Linked DNA regions of Mus musculus: regions 2, 3, 4 and 5 are each linked to region 1. The links are chromatin contacts, called in public HiCAR-type, Micro-C and promoter capture Hi-C maps. All regions are on one chromosome and are shown on one strand. The core of a region is the stretch at or near the end of the contact, and the rest is flanking DNA. Distances in the headings are between cores, read along the strand shown.

Region 1 (3,254 bases), core at 314-2,813:
GCTTCAGTCTATTATCAACAAGGCAGGAACATGGCAGCATCCAGGCAGGCATGGTACAGGTGGAGCAGAGAGTTCTACATCTTCATCTGAAGACTGCTAGCAGAATACTGACTTCCAGGCAGCTAGGAGGAGGGTCTTATAGCCCACACCCACAGTGACACACCTACTCCAATACCTTCTAATAGTGCCACTTCCTGGCTCGAGCATATCCAAACCATCACAGAGTGCATAAGCACATATACAGACAGGTAAGGTTTTTCACAAACAGATGTGCTATTTCTGTGCTCATTTTTTAAATGTATTTTTAATAGAAGCATACAGACGTGTCATTGCTGTCATTTGTTGTCAGTAGCTTTTGTATATCAGATGTGCTGTTCAATCAACACTTTTAATGCCAAAAACTTTTGCTCCTTGGAGAACCCATCCCTATTAGAGGCTAGCCCTAATTCCCCATCTCCCACTAATCTACTGTCTGTATAACTTAGCTCTTCTAGACATTTCATATAAATGGCATTATAGCACATTCTCTTTTGTGGCTGAAATATTTTTCATAGGTTTGGTCATGACATAACTTGCAAAACTCTGTAATTGCTCAAAAATATTCCACTGTATGAATATATATTCATCTGACAATGAACACTTGCATTGTTTCCCCTGGCGAGTTGTTGTAACAAAGATTACTATAAGCATGCAAGTAGTTTTTGTGTAGACATATTTCCATCCCTCTTCAGGGAGACACAGGGGGAGGGAGATACCCTTGCATTTTAAGGGGCAAATTGGTGGGAAATGGGGGTAAACCAGTGTAGGTGCAAATGGCAGGTTGGCAAAGTTTTAATAGTATTTGAACTTTCAGAAGACTAAAGCCTGACCTACAGAAAACAGGCTGGAGGCAGAAAGGACTGGAATGGGTGGGGGCGGGGAGACAGTTGGGTAAAGGTGGAGCGGAAGACAGGTTCCTTAGCTATTTGAGAACCTAGGAGTGAAATAAGTTTGAATTTGAGTGGTGATGACAGGAGTGGTGTGATTCCAGATGAATCCGTATGAGACAAGGGGGATTGTGGAATTCAGGGAACAACCAGCAACTTAGAAGGCAGACATATATCAAGGAAACACGGAATGTCTTTAGTGGTTTAGGTAGGGATCCCATCAGGACCTGCTACAGGGCAAATCAGGTCGGTGGCACAGTAGCAGCAGATAGACGCGCTCTTCGGCGAGGTCATAGAGAGATGACAAGCAAAGTGGAGAGGTTCAAAGCCTGAGTGTCAGTTCTGGATCATGTGGCCACAGGTAAACTTGACTTGTTTCCTTACACTTGGCAATCACAGGTTGAATTAGCTCGTATTTTCAAAGTACAGAGGGCACAGGAACTCTTAAGAAACGCAATCAGTTTTCATTCCTTTGCGCTACCCAGATGCAAAAGTAGGAGCCCAAATCTGAAGACCCTCTTTTTCCAAGTTGGGACTCCAAGCACAAGACAAGTTGGAGGCTCCGCCCCTGCTCCAGCCCCTGGGCTTCCTCGTGACTACAGTCCCGACAGCCCTCGCGCGCCACGCCCACGCCCACGGCTCCTGCGCACGCGCAGCTCGAGATGCGACTCTGGGCTGTAGTCTAAGCTCAGCTTTGACAGAGGCTCCCGGGGGGCGGACCCTAGGTGTCGCGCGCATGCCTGGCAGGGCTGGGCAGCTCTTCTCCGGTGGCTGCGGTTCGGACGCCTCAGCTGGGCCTAAGATGGACCTCCCGGCGGTGCTGGCCGCCCCGGCCACGCGCGGAGACCAACATGGCGGTGGCCCGAGCCGACTTCGCCGCGGCGCGGGGCCGTCCCTCGGTGCCGGTCCCGGGCGCCGTCGCCTGCTGCTGCTGAGGGGCCCGGAAGATGGCGGGCCCGGGCCGCGTCCAGAGGAGGCCCCGGGGCCCAGCCCGCCGCCCCCGGAGGACGGCGGCGACTCCTTCGTGGTACTGCTGGAAGTGCCGCGCGCGGCCGACACCCATGGTCAGGAGGAGGCCGAGCCCGATTCGGGCGCGAGCCCCACGGAACAGGTCCCGGCCGCCGCCCCCGGCGCAGCTCTGGCAGGCACGGTCACCATCCACAACCAGGACCTCCTGGTGCGCTTCGACCGCGGCGTCTTCACGCTGGCTGCGGCGCCCGCGCCAGCCGCCCCGAGCCTGCATCCCGCGACCACCCCGGGCCTGGAGCCCTCGAGCGCTGCTGCGTCCCGCCGCGGGCCGGTGGCCGCTAGCGCTGGCTCCCCGGCCTACCGCTGTCCGGAGCCGCAGTGCGCGCTGAGCTTCGCCAAGAAGCACCAGTTGAAGGTGCACCTGCTGACGCACGGCAGCCTCCAGGGCCGGCGGCCCTTCAAGTGCCCGCTGGATGGCTGCGGCTGGGCCTTCACCACCTCCTACAAGCTCAAACGGCACCTGCAGTCGCATGACAAGCTGCGTCCCTTTAGCTGCCCGGTGGGCGGCTGCGGCAAGAAGTTCACCACCGTCTACAACCTCAAGGCGCACATGAAGGGCCACGAGCAGGAGAGCTTGTTCAAGTGCGAGGTGTGCGCCGAGCGCTTCCCCACACACGCCAAGCTCAACTCCCACCAGCGCAGCCACTTCGAGCCCGAGCGGCCTTACAAGTGTGATTTCCCCGGTAAGCTGGAGACGCGGACCTGCCGGGGCGGGCGGGACCCGGCGGGGTCTGGACCCAAGGGCCAAACTGTCGCTTGTTTGGGCAGGGTTTGCGGAGGTCGGGGTGGAGGCGTTACGCGCCCTGATCTAAATGAGAATAAGGCAAAAACACTCCCGTGTTTGTTTTGAAGTCCCTTTCAGGTACTTAGATATGAAGCTCTGGGTTCCTACAGCCAAGTGGCATGCACAATCGCAGCTATCCGTGGGGAGGGTACAAACCTTTGTTAAGATGCTTACATTGGAAGTGACCTCTTCTCAGAGTTGAGTCAGGACTTTATTTTTCTCAGTCTACTCGTTCAACAATACCAGAGGAGTCAGAGGTCCAAGATACATAAATCGAAATATGCCACCTTAAAATACTGAGGGAATGAGCACACATTGGTGCTTCTCTGGTCCCTCTCCAGCCTCTCTGGAAGCCCCATTGATTAGAGGACACAGAGCTCCCAAGGACGCCTCGAACATTGGATCAGACCCCTGTCCTTTCCAATATTATGAATAGAGTGATGCTCCTTCATCAGGAGCCGGTGTGTGACACAGCTGTTTTTGTGTCTTTTATACTGATTTTTGACAGACTAATC
Region 2 (3,254 bases), core at 415-2,914, 1.5 Mb before region 1:
TAGTGGGGCAGCCAGCAGGTGGGAGACCCAAGGAAGGCAAAGTGAGAGGAGGTCAGAGTGGGTCTCACAATGTAGCCCTGACTAGCTTTGAACTTAAGATAATCCCTGTCTCGACTTTTCTCTCTCCCAATAATTTAATTGCAGGTGTGGGCAACCATGCCCACGTGCTTTTATCCCAAACACTCCCATCAGCTTTGCTGTGGAAAGATCCTCCTGCCTGCAAATATGGAGATCAGAGAGTCAGTTTAGCAGACCAATGGTGGTACAGTACAGGAGACAGCCCCAGAACTGGCCTGGGTGTCAAGGGTAACGTGAGAAAGTGGATAGAGGGTTAGAGAGTACTATGTGTTGACTTTAGGGAGTTAACAAGAAATCAAGGGTGCATACAAACATGGAGCAAGGTCTCAGAGCTTACAGGCAGACCCTGACCCTCTCTCACCATTAGCCAACAGGTAGCGCACCAACTCCTCATGCCCACAGAGGCAGGCATAGTACCTAGGAAAGGGGGAAGCTGTCAGTAGGGTAGGCCCACCCTGCCCACCCAGCTACCCCACCGCTCACACTCACAAAGGGGTGCTGTCCCACTTATCCCGCACGTTCACCTCCACGTCTCGCTGCTCCAGCAGGTACCTGGGCAGGAAGTTCAAAGCCTGGGTCAGAATTGCTTCTCATCTGGGAGAGAGACAACCAGGAAGGGGAAGGAGGCCACATCTCTCTGGGCTAGGGAATGCCTCTGAGAAGGGTAAGGCCTGGGACTACACAGGTCTGCAAGGGTCTGCAACTGTGAGTTGGGTGATGGCTTCATGGACAGAGGCCAAGCCCCAGGTTCAGAAGGCTGAGAATTTGGTCTTTTAATATCTGGGAGAGAGAAGGTGATGGGGCCCCTAATTCAGCCTGGGGAGCCAATGGCAGGGAAGTCAGAAGAAAGCTGATGCAGGCACTGGGGGCGGGGAAGGAGGGGAACAGAACAGATCTATGGAAGAAGTGGAAAAAACAATTGATAAAATGTTGAGGAGAAGAGGTCATGAACCAGAAAGCGATCACTGGGACATGGCAGCCCAAGGAGGCTATCTGAGGCAAGACCTGAACTCTCAGAGCTGCATTCAAATTGAGGGACGGATCATTAACTCTGAGGTGGCATCTGGTGTCGGAGAGAGCTGCAGCTTGGTCACATCTGTTGAGGACCAGGGGACTTGGAAGGAAGGGCCATGGGAGAAAGGAGTCTATCAAAGAAAAGGGTCAGGATCCTTCTCTTCCCTGCCTGCCCACGGAGATCACGGTCTCGGCGCCAGGCTGGTAACTGGCTGCACCAGCGGCGCCTGCGCCTCTTGGAACCTCCACGGAGAGGAGTCGTTTCCCTGCACCGAGCTAAGTAAGGGACCTAGAGCCCGATCTCCCTGACTCGGTCAGCTTCGGGAGCCCCACGGCGCCCAACCCCACACCCGTGCCCGATAAGCCCTGCGGACGCCTGCCCGCCTCCTGCACTTCAGGTTCTCACCGCACACGGCCCACGTCCCCTTTCCTGCAGCTGGCAAACAAGTCGCTGGTATCCATGGCGAAAGAGACTGGACCCCCGGCCGAGTGATCTCGGGAGTCGTCTGTGCCCGGCCGGATGTAAACACTCACCGCCCCGCCCCTCGCGGCACGGCCTAGCTATGCCCGCCTGCGACTCCGCAGCGGCGCCTGCCGCCCGGAGGACCGTCCGGCCCGAACCCCGCCCTCGCATCCAGAAGGCCGCTCCCCAAGGCCGCACCCAGTAACCTTAACCACGCCCACTTAGCCTCTGGGGACTTCTAGCCTTCACCCCGCCCACCCGTCTAGAGGACAACTCAATTCCCCCAGGTTCCGCCCACTCGCCCGAAGAATAGCTCACTACCAAGACCCCGCCTCCTCAGAAGAGCTTCACCGGAAGAGCAGTTCGCTGCAGGCCCCGCCCACATTTCTTGGGATCCGTTCTGAAAACAGCACCTCCCACAGGCTTGGAACGCTTGTCAGTCCTGAGTCTAGCTCGGTTCAGGTCCCGCACATCAGGCCGAGGCCTCGCCCACCAGGACTTTTCCCAGCCTACTTCAGGCTCAGCCCACCCGGCCTGGTTCCACCCAGATGACCTTATACTCCCTACCCTCCGCCCACATATCCCTAACCACGCCCACAAACTCCATGAAATTCCCAGCCCACCCGTCCTTGGCCACGCCCAGCCAGCCTCCCTTGCCCCACCTACTCCTCCAGGCCCATCCCACCCACTCCCCGGAGTGCAGCCCTCGGAAGGCAAAAAACAGGCGTGGAGGCGGAGCGGCCCGCGCGTCTTAGCGGCTTTAATGGAGTCCTGGCGCGGGGAGCGCGCTGGCCTCGGGCAAGCGCTCGGGGCCGGGCAGGGCGGGGTGGGAGCTGCGCCGCGGTCGCCTGCTGCGGTGGGGAAGCATAGTGGTCCGCGTGGAGGACCGGGAGGGGCGCGGGGCCGTGGCGTCGGGCAGTCTCGCGCCCGTGGCCCGGCGCTCACAGGTGAGTGTCCTCCTCGAACACGTCCGAGTCCTCAGGGTCGCGTTTGCTGCCCATGAGCGCGCTCCAGCTGCTCGGGCCGTTGATGGCCCCACCGTTCAGGCTGGGCTGCTTCTCCTGCATCTCCGACTGGCTGTCGCTGGCCACGTCCAGCGTGGGATTGTCGTGGCAGCCGTTCTCCACGAAGCGCAGCTCCTCACCGTGCGACTGCAGCAGCAGGAGAGAGCGCTAGGCGCGCACAGTGGTTGGCCACGCCAAGCCCCCAGGGTACTACTCCCTTGGGGCCCAGGATACAAGTGCCTGCAACTCAAACCTAAACCTCTGCAGGTAAACCCTGTGACCCCCTTGGTGTCACTTGATCCCTTCCAACAGCGCATTATACATGAGACAGCCCACTCAAAGCATACGAGATAGGGCAGAATGTGCAGGGCCTGCCCCCTTTCTCTTGTGCAGGTTGCAGGAGCCTTTGGCTTCTAGGACTGAGGGGAGCAGCTGCTCTCAAGCCTTGCAGAATGGGGCACTGGGGTTAGGAAGAGCTGGAGGAGAGGAGGGATCCCTTGGTGAGACTTAACTCCCCCTCACTGTGTATCTCCTCGAAGACCAGGCTCAGAGAGGGTAGATGGTGGCACTGAGCACAACTGAGTTGGTACAGGTTTCTAGGTGAGGCTCTTGGGTAGCACTGGGTGATACTAGCCACACTCTGCCCTACAGTCCTAAGCCCTCCCTGGCCTACTCACCACGTGTTTGAGCTTGGG
Region 3 (3,254 bases), core at 418-2,917, 1.4 Mb before region 1:
TACATGCAAATGATGGTTTGAGTTTGCACCAACCACAGCCTAACTCTTTTCGCTCTAATTAGAGCCAGGGAGGTTTGTGTTTAGGCCACTCACAGCCTTCCTTCTTGCCACCAATCACAGCAGTCCCTCTGCTAGACCACCAGAGGAAGTACTCCTTTCTGGTCTCTAGGAAGAAATGGCTTCAGAATTATTTAGAGTTCACCAAGATTTGTAATAACCAAAGTCTTATACTAAAACAGCCCTGACTAGGCTATACTTTCATGAGCTGTAGCAATCAGCTGCAATTGTGTAGTTTCCTCTAGGCATAAGAGTAATCTGGTTGACTATCTGATAGTCGTTTTGCTCAGAGAAACTAGGGAGGATCTAATAGCTGCTAATTAGGGAGTCAAATTGCTCTTCTCCCCCCTAGTGTCTTTGTTTATTTGCAGGAACATGAACATCAGAGGGGTGTGCTTACAGTAAGAACCTAGAGAATTTATAATTAACAATAATAGTGATTTTTAACAGTGCCCAGCACCATCCCAGCACTCGAGGGTTAGTGGGGTCTCCTCCTCTGTCTCAGGCTTCTCAGAACCATTGTAGCTGTCCACCTGGTGGCTAGGGAGTTGCCACAGTGTCATTGGCCCAACCATTTCAGTCTTATCCTGCCTTTGGCCAAAGGGAATCTGTGTTTGAGCATAGAACACCCAAGCAGGCTGGAAGGCCAGAGAGTGCAGGGAGAAGGTGAACCTTTTCTTCCAATGGCTCCAACACTTCCAGCCCATGGCAGGCAGTGACACTGATAGGGGACACCCAATCCTCAGGCCCTGCCTGGCCAGTGGGCCTAGTAATGTTCCTGATGGCCAAGGTATCAAGTCAGGCCCATTGGTGAAGAGTTGGCTCATCTTCAGCATCTTCAGTCTTTACTGCCCTGATGCCTTGATCACTGAGCTCTGGATTTTGTTTTTGTTCATTTCTTTGCTCACTATGTTGCACTGGCTTGCCAGGAGTTCCCTTTGTAGACCAGGCTGGCCTGGAACTCAGGCTCCTCTGCTTGAGTCTGGGTAATGCTTCCTAGTGGTGAGATGTTTGTCCCAGGTCTCAGGCCAACTCAACCTCAGAGCAGGAGCAGCTGTGGCTATGGACACACCACCACACCCTGCTTTCCCTGGCTGCCCAGGTCACACAGGAACTCCAGTGAGCTACAGCTCCTCCCACATTTTGCTCAGGGGAAAAAGCTTCCAGGCTGGGGAAAGACTTAGTCTGCTCCCACCCATGAGGCAGGCGCAGACGATGGCTGAGCAATTTTAGAGGGAGGGAGAGAAAGCATACAGAGCCCATTATGCAAAACCACAGGAAAGCTTTGAGGGCACCTCCAGGAACCTCTAGCCTAAAAGAAAATACAAAACACTCAGACACACAGACACAGACACACACAGACACACACAGACACACACACACACACTTCAAAGGATTTTAAAATGTGGCACCAAAAAAAGATAAAAGAAAAAAAAACCACACCCTTTGACCTATAAATTCCATCTCTGGGCACGTGGCCGAGGAGAGAATTAAGGACATGTGCCAAGGCTTAGCTTGAAGGAATGTCCCTGCAGAGCAGCCTGTAATAACAAAATGCTGGCAACAGTCTAGACTCCAGTGAGGGAGTGGTTACATCTGCTTTGGCTAGAAAGCACAATGGCATGCTATTCAGCTCTCAAAGGACTGGCAGGGCTGTTTACCCGGGAAGATAAGCATCATTTATTATTGAGCAAAAAAGAAAAGCAGCTTGCAGAGGGAGGAATGTGTAAAGATTGGCATATCAAGATATCATCTGCTAAAGCAGAGAGCTGGAAGTACCCTTAATGTCCAACAAGAGGGGATTCACTGTGAAGTGACACACAGGCTTTCAGGAGAGCCACAGGGGTTCAAGATACATTCTGATGAAGAAGAGACTCCAGACGGAGTGTAATGGAGAGGTATAACAGGCAGAGCCAAGCTTAGAGTGCATGTGTGTGTGTGTGTCCATCTGTCCTTATGTCCACATCTCTCTATATGCATAAAGAAATCTTGCAAGGATTCAGTGGGCGTGCTTATCTTGGGGGCAGGGTGGGAGCCAGGTGTGGAAAGGGATCCTTTCTACTACAGACCCATTATTCCAAGTTCTGTGTGTCCTCTCTTGCAAAGTCTACATTAAAAACAAAAGACCAGACAGCACAGGCATGCGCAGGAGAGCTCCATACAGAGGGGCCCATCCACAGGGCTGCTGAGCACCTGCTCATTTCCTCCACGCGTTTGTCAGAGCACCTGCATCTGTGAGAGTTCTCAGGGCCTCCTCTGTCTAAGGCCTGTGAGAGGCTAGGCTTAAAGGGCTGGGATACTGTGAGGGAGAGCTTGGCTGTGAGCAGGGCCCCCTGGGGGGGGGGAGGGATCTGCCTCTTTGTTCTTGCTGGCTGCCATGCTAATTTTCTGTTAGGCTACTGAGGCTACTGAGAATCACCCCTGTGACACCCTCCACCAGGAACAGAGTGATTAGGTGTCACAATGCTTCCTATTGAATAGAGACCCTCCCCCTGCCCCCCAGTGTGTCTCTAGGAGACCCATGACCTCTTGGCCTCTTCCCTGCCTGAGGAGACTGATGGGAGGGGAAGGGGCACAAAGGCAGGGGCTTGACAGTGCATGGGACCTGCCTGACTGGATGCCGCTCAAAGCAGGGCTCATGGCCAGACCCTGACTTTGGCCCTGTGTGCAGCAGCCCTCTTCCAGCCTGCTGCTCCCAATCTGCAGTTGCTCATTCATGCAGACATTTACTAAATACCTACTATGTGCCAGTCAGTGCTCTAGGCTCTGGTGGTGTATAGAATAGACAGGGCCCCTGTCCTCTGGGCTGTGTTCTACTAGAAATCACAGATAACAGGCAAATAAATAGCCTGGATGAGAAGGGGGGGGGGTGATGTAAAGAGGCTATTGTTAGCTGGGGAGGCAGTGGAGACTAAGGCCATAAAGGAGAGAAGATACAGGCAGAGTTGCTTCCCAACATACCCAGAATGCCAGTTTAGGCAAAACCAAATGTTAGGACTAAACTACGGAGTCCAGGAAGAGTTAGAGGAGGCTGGTCTTGTCTGTGTGTGCTGGGATAGTCCTCTTTGAAGGAGGACAGGTTACCTGCATTGACTCAGAGTGGAAAGGGAACTGCCAGTGTTATTCAGCACAGTAGTGGACATCCCCAGACTCCTGGCCATGGGTCTTCATGGCGTTTGCTGAAGGCTAGGGTGGCT
Region 4 (3,254 bases), core at 391-2,890, 1.1 Mb before region 1:
CTGCCAGCCCCTGATCTTGACAGATATATGAAAAGTACTTATGAAATAACATATATTTTTCCTAATATAACTGGTGACAAGCTAAAAATGAAATAAGAAGTTTCCAGACTGTGAGAAGCGTTACCTACTTTAAATTAGAAGCAAAACTCACTCTTAATGTAACACAGTGGGAGAGTTTCCACTGACTGTACTCAGAGAAGAGTCAGGTATGTTAGATATTGCTGACACCATTGTTCCAAGATGCCTTGGAAGTTCAAGCCAGTGCCATAAGACAAGAAAAGTAAATAAAATTTTACAACTAAAACATAGAGTGATTAAATTATCTTTGATAGAATTAATTGAATGACTACTGGAGGTATGGTATTTTATTAAGTTAGCTGCACAAAAATCAACCTATAGTTAAGCTTTAGTATGTATTTGGGGGGGGGGGGCACTTCCAGACCTAGCTTGGTTGGATATTAAAATACTAGGAGTACTATGGAGATTTTCCTGAGAGCCCCGAGTGTTTTCAGCAGCCTCCCTACCAGGCAGAAGCAGATATGGCCTCTCTAGCTCTCTCACCTGTGAGGAGGCTTCATTCTGGGAGTTTCTCACTCCCCAGCCTGAGTCCTCTGAGCCCACTGCCACAGGAATAGAAGGGACGAGGAAGTTCTGCTAAGCCCCGGCAGCATGCATTCCTCTGGACTTGATGGCAGGAGAAGGCCACCTGTGCCACAAGGGTGAGAGCAGATGCTTCTCTGTAAGAAAATCACCTTCTGTAACAACAAAGGAAGGAAAATTAGTCCTGTGCAGAGAAAGAAAGAATTCAGTCCCCATGCAGGCCGTTCTCGTTCCTCTCCTGGTGTGGCATCTCCATTGTCATTGATATCTTCATGGCAGCTCTTCTTCAGGCCTGTCAAATGGAACTCTTTTTGCTAGTAGAACATCTAGTTCTTCTGAAATCCAGTCCCTTGCTCAGGAGCTGCTCTTAGAGAAAACAATTAGTGAACAATGAACGGCTTGTGCCAGCCCCAACTGGATCATACCAGAACAGAACAGCTCAGATTAGATGAAAAACACCAGAATACAGCATATAAGCCCCCTTTAGACCAATCCAGACAAGGCTAGAACTCACCAGAATTAACCAGCCAAGACCAGCTCATATCAGACCAGACCCAGCTAGACCCTACCAGCACAGACCAGACCAAAGAAGAATAAACCAAGCCAAAACAGACTAAACAGAACAGAACAGGTTAGATTTGACTAATCCAGACCAGGCTAGAACATACCAGCACAAGCCAGACCAGACTAACTTAACCAATCCAGACCAAACCAACTACACCAGAATAGTTTAGACTAGATTAGATCAGGGTAGATCACACTACTGTAGGCCAGACTAGACTAGCTTAGACAATACAAGAATAGACCAAACTGGGCCAGGTTAGACCAAACCAGACGATACTAGAGTAGACTAGCCCAGTAAAACTTAGACCAGCCCAGAAGTTAGACCAGAATAGACAAGCCCAGGCCAGCTTAAATGAATATAGGCTAGACCTAGACCAAATTAGACCAGCCCAAACCAAATAAAACTATATCAAGCCAGACCAGATCCCAGCAGTCCAGTCCAGATTAGCTTTGACCAGAACATTCTACTCAGTTCTTGGTCATGTGATGTGGGCTGGGTCCCAAGGGCTGGCTGTATCCTACACACAGCTCACTCCAAAGGTCAGAACAGGTGACTGGAGGTCACAAGTGGATACAATCTGCAAGTTTGTCTGGGCCACCACTGTTGAGCCATTGTTCCTATTTAGACATTAGTCCCCAACAGTGCTCCCCGATACACACACCAGTCTAACCTCTCAGAAAGGAGGGAGGCCTGGAAATGTGACCCCTGGCCCACCCCCTTACACACAGGCCCACCTGGGTGGCAGCATCCACAGATTGCTTCCTTTGAGCCGGGTCCCTGCTGTTCCCGATGTCTGAGAAGTGCTGGTTTCACTGAGATCCCAGCCCCCGCCACGTGCAAGCGAGGCAGGCTTCCTGCTGAAATCAAAAGAGGAAGAGGGACCTGGCGGCTGGCTTTTACCTGCTCATCATTTCAACCCCCCTCTGGGAAGCGTCCCCTTTCCCACTGCAAAGTGAGCACCAATCCAGGTGGAACATAATGAGGGGCGAGAGAGAGAGAGAGAGAGAGAGAGAGAGAGAGAGAGAGAGAGAGAGAGTGTGTGTGTGTGTGTGTGTGTGTAGAGAGAACTGAGACAGGATCAAAGATACCAACCAAGGCTGAGGCCAGGGTGGTGAGGCCTCCCCGCCCACTGCCCTGAGTGCTCCATCTCCTGGGGACATAGTGGCCTCCTCAAACGCATGGGCTGGGTCAAGTTGTGCAGGAGGGCAGGGTCCTCATGTTGGGGACTTCCACAGCGCAACTTTTCTCCTTCAGCTTTGCCTTCATAGTTGGAGAGCAATGGCATGTTTCTCTCATATCCTGCAACCTCCATGATGACAAGAATCTCAGTCTAGGGGCTAGAGAGATGGTTCTGCAGTTAAGAACACTGACTGCTCTTGTAGAAGACCCTGGTTTGGTTCCTGGCACTTACATGGCAGCCTACAGCTGACTGTAACTCCAGTGCCAGGGGATCCAACACCAATACCCTCTTCTGGCCTCCAAGGGCACATGATGCACATACACACAGGCAGATAAATACACACACACACACACACACACACACACACCCTTTCAGCAGGCTGGAGGACATAGTGCCTTTTATCCATCAGCAGACAGATGGGAGGCAAGCTGACACTCACCCTCAGTGGTGTTGCCCAAGGCCCCCAGACTGAGTTTACTCTGAGATGACCTCATTCTGTCTTCTCAGTTTGAGATTTAGTTGCCAGGGCAACAGTGTAAGGGGTGGAGCTTAATGGGCGGTGCTAAGGACAGAGGGTTTCTAGCCTCAGGAAGACAGGATTTTTAACACAGCTGGTTTTGGTGTGCTGTCTTGTCCAAAGCTGGATGAGGCAGAAATAGCTCCCAACCTTGAACTTCCCAGCCTTGAAACCAGGAGAAATGCATTTCTTTTTCTATACATAGCTCTTCCTGCACCAGCAGAGAGAACACACGCCCCTTCATGCAGTCTTCATTCACACTTTACTACCTACACTTTCACTGTCTAAGGGGCAGGTCATGAGAGACACCCACAGACGTTAAACATTCTGGCTGTTACATGTGTGTGTGTGTGTGTGTATGTGCATGTGCACGTGCACATGAGACGAAGTCA
Region 5 (3,254 bases), core at 336-2,835, 1.0 Mb before region 1:
CACCACATCTTGTCTGGTTCCAAACCCAAGAACACATTCCTCAGCCAACACTGACCACACACCCCAAGCCTCCACCCATGCTGTCCTCTGTGCCTTTAGACACCTTCGGTGGGCTCCAAGCTGCCACCTCCCCTCTGCCTGACAGCCTAGCCCTGAAGCAGAGTCCCTGTTTTGCACCTCTGCCTAGGGCACTGGCTGAGTGCTTCCCCGACCCAGCAGACTCTTGGCCAGCCTAATGCAGCACTACCTCCTCCTGCTCACCCCCAACAAGCAATGGAGCTGGAAAACTGGGGGTGCTCTAGGAGGGCTGGAGAAGCACAGGATAGCACCACCCTGATGGGACTGAAGACCCGCAGCACCTGCTGGAAGAGGTAGGTAGCACCAGGAGCCAGAGCCAGAGGTAGGAGCCTGGCAGAGGGGCAGAGGCTCAGTTCGTTCCCATCCCCCCCCAACACACCCCTTTCTTTCAAGGGGCGTGGCCCCAGCACCCCACCGATGAGACTGAGAGGGCTCCGGCCACCTAGTAGCCTCTCTGAAGCCCTCTTGTATCCTTCCAGGGCAGCACCTGGGATCTCTGCAGGCAGAGGGGGCCTCCCAGGAATCTACACTCGCCCTTCCCTACAGCAGCCAGAGTCAGCCCATCACCGCCGCCGTCCTCGCCGTACACCAGGCCTGGGACCGTCCAGGAAGCAAGAGGGGAATCCTCCGGGGAAGGAATGACCCGTGGAGGCCCTGCGCAGGGGGAGGCCGAGGAGGCCCGAGCCGGCGTCCTCTCCGGTGGCACCGCACCGCCCCTTGCAGCCGGGTGGAGGGCCTGCGGGCCTGGGCTGGCTGCGGCGCCCACTCGCGCGCCGGAGCCGGAGGGGGCGGGGGTCCCCACGAAGCCTTGCAACTTCCACCCCACTGCCTCAGGCCGGCCCGAGGCGCAGCCAGGGACCTGCCCCGAATCCCGCGGCCCTGCCCGGGCCTGCCCAGCGCGGCGCTCGCCTGCGGCCCACGTCCCCACCCGCGGCCCGGTCCGACCCGGCGCAACACGGGCCGACATGGGCACCCGCAGGGCCCTTCCCGCGGGGCCACTGCAAACTTTCTCTCCTGCCTGGAGGAAGGGACCGCGACTGCGGCCACAGACATTGCGCCCCCCCGGATCGTAGGGCCCCGGACGTGCTGCGACCCGCCGGGACGCGGCAGCCCATAGCGGAGACCGCGCCCGGACACACGCGGGCGCCCGGCCGGAACCGCAGGACACGCCAGCCGCGGACACGCGCGCCGCAGTCCCCGCGCACACCCCCCTGGCCGCCGCCAGCGCCCCCCGGCCACTCGGGACCCCGGGCCGCGACGAGCCTCCCGCCGCCCGCGGGGAAAGTTGCGCCCCGACTCACCCGCCAACCCCGGGCGCGTCCCGCCGCTGGCCATCGTTGCGCCCCGCCGCTCGCCCCTCTGCGGGGCCGCCCACGCCGCGCAGGCCGCCCAGGCCGAGGCCGCCGCGCCCGGGCTCCGCTCCGCTGCGTGGCTGCGTCGCCGCTGCCCAGCATGAATGGGGCGCTGAGCTCCGCGCGGCTGCGGACCGGCCTCGCTCTCGCCGCCCCGCGGAGCGCCGTGCCGCGCGCATGCGCCGGCCGAAGCCGGGGGGCGGGGCCGGGGGCGGGGGCGGGGGCGGGGCGGGACCCGCGATGGCCTGCAGGGGGCGCTCGGCCCCGCGGCGAGAGCGCGCGCGGCGGGCCCCACCGCTTGCCTTCAAAGGGCGATGGCCACCTCAGCCTTAAAACTCTGGACTGGGGTGGGGGTGGGTGAGGTGGTCCGGGTGGTCCCAGGAGTCGATGCACTCTTTAAGGAGCACAGGCTGGAAGTACAGCTTTCGTGCACGGAAGGGTAAACTGAGTCCGGAGGAAGCACTTGCCCTGGTCCTATTGCTCATCTCTGCCTGCGCAACGATCGCTTAGGTGGGACCGGCACTGCACCCCGCAGGCCCCAGGAGGTGGCGCGTGCCGGGATGCCTAAGCTCAGAGGACGACTGTCCTGTCCGGTACGCGGTCCTGCAGCGGGGCGTGTTAGAACTACCCCAGCAGGATAGAGACCTCGCCGGGTCGATCGCGGGCGCGGGGCTGGCCTGCAGAGCTGGATTGCGCCAGGTCTCGGTCGGGTAGAGAACCTTTCTCAATAAGGTCACCCAGTGCAAGGCATCCAGACCAAAGCAGGCAGCTGTGCGCAGAACAGAACAGAGCAGTCAGAAAAGGTGGTCGTGGGAGGGGCGAAGGCTGACTGGGCACAGCCTGGGGGACCCAGTGCAGCTCATTCGGTAAGGACCATTGTCCGTACTCGTCTCCCAAGCAGTCATCACCCTCTTTCCCTGTGCTCATCCTTGCCTGGTTTTTCTTTGGGTGTGACCGTTTACATTTTGTCTCCCTGAATGACATATTCTTTTGTGTAGCTTGTTTGAGGATGCTATAGAAATGGTGTCCCGCCTTCCTCTCTGATAGGAATGCAGGGTCCTGTGGTCAGTCTTTGCTCTCACTGTGTGGCACAGGCTATTCTGGATAGTTAACCCTCTCTTCTGCTACTGGACTGGAGCCCCCTGCTCTAGACCTTGGTCTTTAGCTTCAACAGACGATGCAAACTTGGTTTTCCCCCAAGTGAAACCCCACCCCTCCACGTGATGGAGAAGTGTCAGCAACAGTGGGAAAGGTAATGGTTTGATTTTGCCAGGCTGAAAGTTGGTGCTGGTTCTTTTTGCTTCTGAATGGCGGTGAGACCCTTCTTCCACAGTTACACTTACCGTCGGACTCCACAGGCACTACATACTGAATGTACAAATCTCTGCTGTGCTGTACAAACCGGGTAGACAGACTGCGCAGGCCCTGTGACCTGCCCAAGCTCCCTCGCTGGTTGGTGGCAGAGCCTGGAGTCTGGCCCAGAGGTGCAGTTCAAACTGTGGGCTTCCTAGTTGCACACCTGTCTGCTTCCAATAGTTGGCTCTGCTTTCCAGTCCACAGCCTTACCTGCCTCACAGATTTGGTAATCCACTTGCAACGCTTTGGGGAGGTTACAGGCAGACTGGGGTTGTGCCTGTCCAGCTGTTCCCTGAGTTGCCTCTGCTCCTTAGCTTCAGAGGCTGACTGCCTCTGCTCACACCTGCCTTTGCCAACCTGTCTTCTGAAGTACAGCTAGGCAGGTGCTCAAGGCTCTTCCTGTTTTGTGACCCACACACAGCGGATAGGTATCCAGAATACATGAAGAACGCCAAAGAATCTACACAA

What was found. Promoter capture Hi-C pulls out the DNA fragments that hold promoters and counts their contacts. Hi-C and Micro-C count contacts between places; a contact is called where the count stands out from the background. HiCAR-type assays count read pairs that join an accessible place to other places.
Region 2: a contact with region 1 is called in a promoter capture Hi-C map of pre-B cells, with 2.8 times the contacts expected there. The contact joins the promoter of Abtb1 here to the promoter of Zxdc in region 1. A contact is called at or near these places in 1 of 39 promoter capture datasets (pre-B cells) and 1 of 484 Hi-C or Micro-C datasets (CD4 T cells).
Region 3: a contact with region 1 is called in a promoter capture Hi-C map of hippocampal neurons, with 6 times the contacts expected there. The contact joins the enhancer-like site here to the promoter of Zxdc in region 1. A contact is called at or near these places in 2 of 39 promoter capture datasets (cranial neural crest and hippocampal neurons), 2 of 115 datasets of contacts at active chromatin or transcription factors (astrocytes and trophoblast stem cells) and 1 of 9 other capture datasets (embryonic stem cells).
Region 4: a HiCAR-type map of astrocytes shows a contact between it and region 1, with 4 times the contacts expected there. The contact joins the promoter of 4930512J16Rik here to the promoter of Zxdc in region 1. A contact is called at or near these places in 1 of 39 promoter capture datasets (hippocampal neurons), 1 of 484 Hi-C or Micro-C datasets (colorectal tumor organoids) and 2 of 115 datasets of contacts at active chromatin or transcription factors (astrocytes and pancreatic cancer cells).
Region 5: a contact with region 1 is called in a Micro-C map of embryonic stem cells, with 1.8 times the contacts expected there. The contact joins the promoter of Plxna1 here to the promoter of Zxdc in region 1. A contact is called at or near these places in 3 of 39 promoter capture datasets (hippocampal neurons, liver and pre-B cells), 2 of 484 Hi-C or Micro-C datasets (both in embryonic stem cells) and 1 of 115 datasets of contacts at active chromatin or transcription factors (astrocytes).

What each region holds. Positions count from the first base shown.
Region 1 is chr6:90,367,931-90,371,184 of GRCm38.p6, forward strand. It overlaps Zxdc (ZXD family zinc finger C), which reads left to right and starts at 1,564. Exons shown (of 10, transcript NM_173002.3): 1 at 1,564-2,638. The coding sequence starts at 1,729.
Region 2 is chr6:88,840,271-88,843,524 of GRCm38.p6, forward strand. It overlaps Abtb1 (ankyrin repeat and BTB (POZ) domain containing 1), which reads right to left and starts at 1,665. Exons shown (of 12, transcript NM_030251.3): 1 at 1,499-1,665; 2 at 568-630; 3 at 440-495. The coding sequence starts at 1,554. It overlaps Podxl2 (podocalyxin-like 2), which reads right to left. Exons shown (of 8, transcript NM_001347327.2): 7 at 3,237-3,254; 8 at 2,287-2,706. The coding sequence ends at 2,497. Gm15612 (predicted gene 15612) reads left to right here and starts at 2,584. Exons shown (of 3, transcript NR_045880.1): 1 at 2,584-2,826; 2 at 3,211-3,254.
Region 3 is chr6:88,923,489-88,926,742 of GRCm38.p6, forward strand. No RefSeq gene overlaps it. Among named protein-coding and RNA genes, the nearest start is that of Gm36268, 8.0 kb to the left of the region's middle. Within about 2 kb of position 1,668, at least 227 of the 459 cell types and tissues checked have an H3K27ac peak or open chromatin away from gene starts, as enhancers often do. A contact at or near this core is called in astrocytes, where this site is marked.
Region 4 is chr6:89,284,085-89,287,338 of GRCm38.p6, forward strand. 4930512J16Rik (RIKEN cDNA 4930512J16 gene) reads right to left here and starts at 1,641. Exons shown (of 4, transcript NR_131021.1): 1 at 562-1,641.
Region 5 is chr6:89,361,028-89,364,281 of GRCm38.p6, forward strand. It overlaps Plxna1 (plexin A1), which reads right to left and starts at 1,586. Exons shown (of 32, transcript NM_008881.2): 1 at 1,380-1,586. It overlaps Gm40415, which reads left to right and starts at 328. Exons shown (of 2, transcript XM_017321867.2): 1 at 328-371; 2 at 558-1,564. The coding sequence starts at 717. The coding sequence ends at 1,151.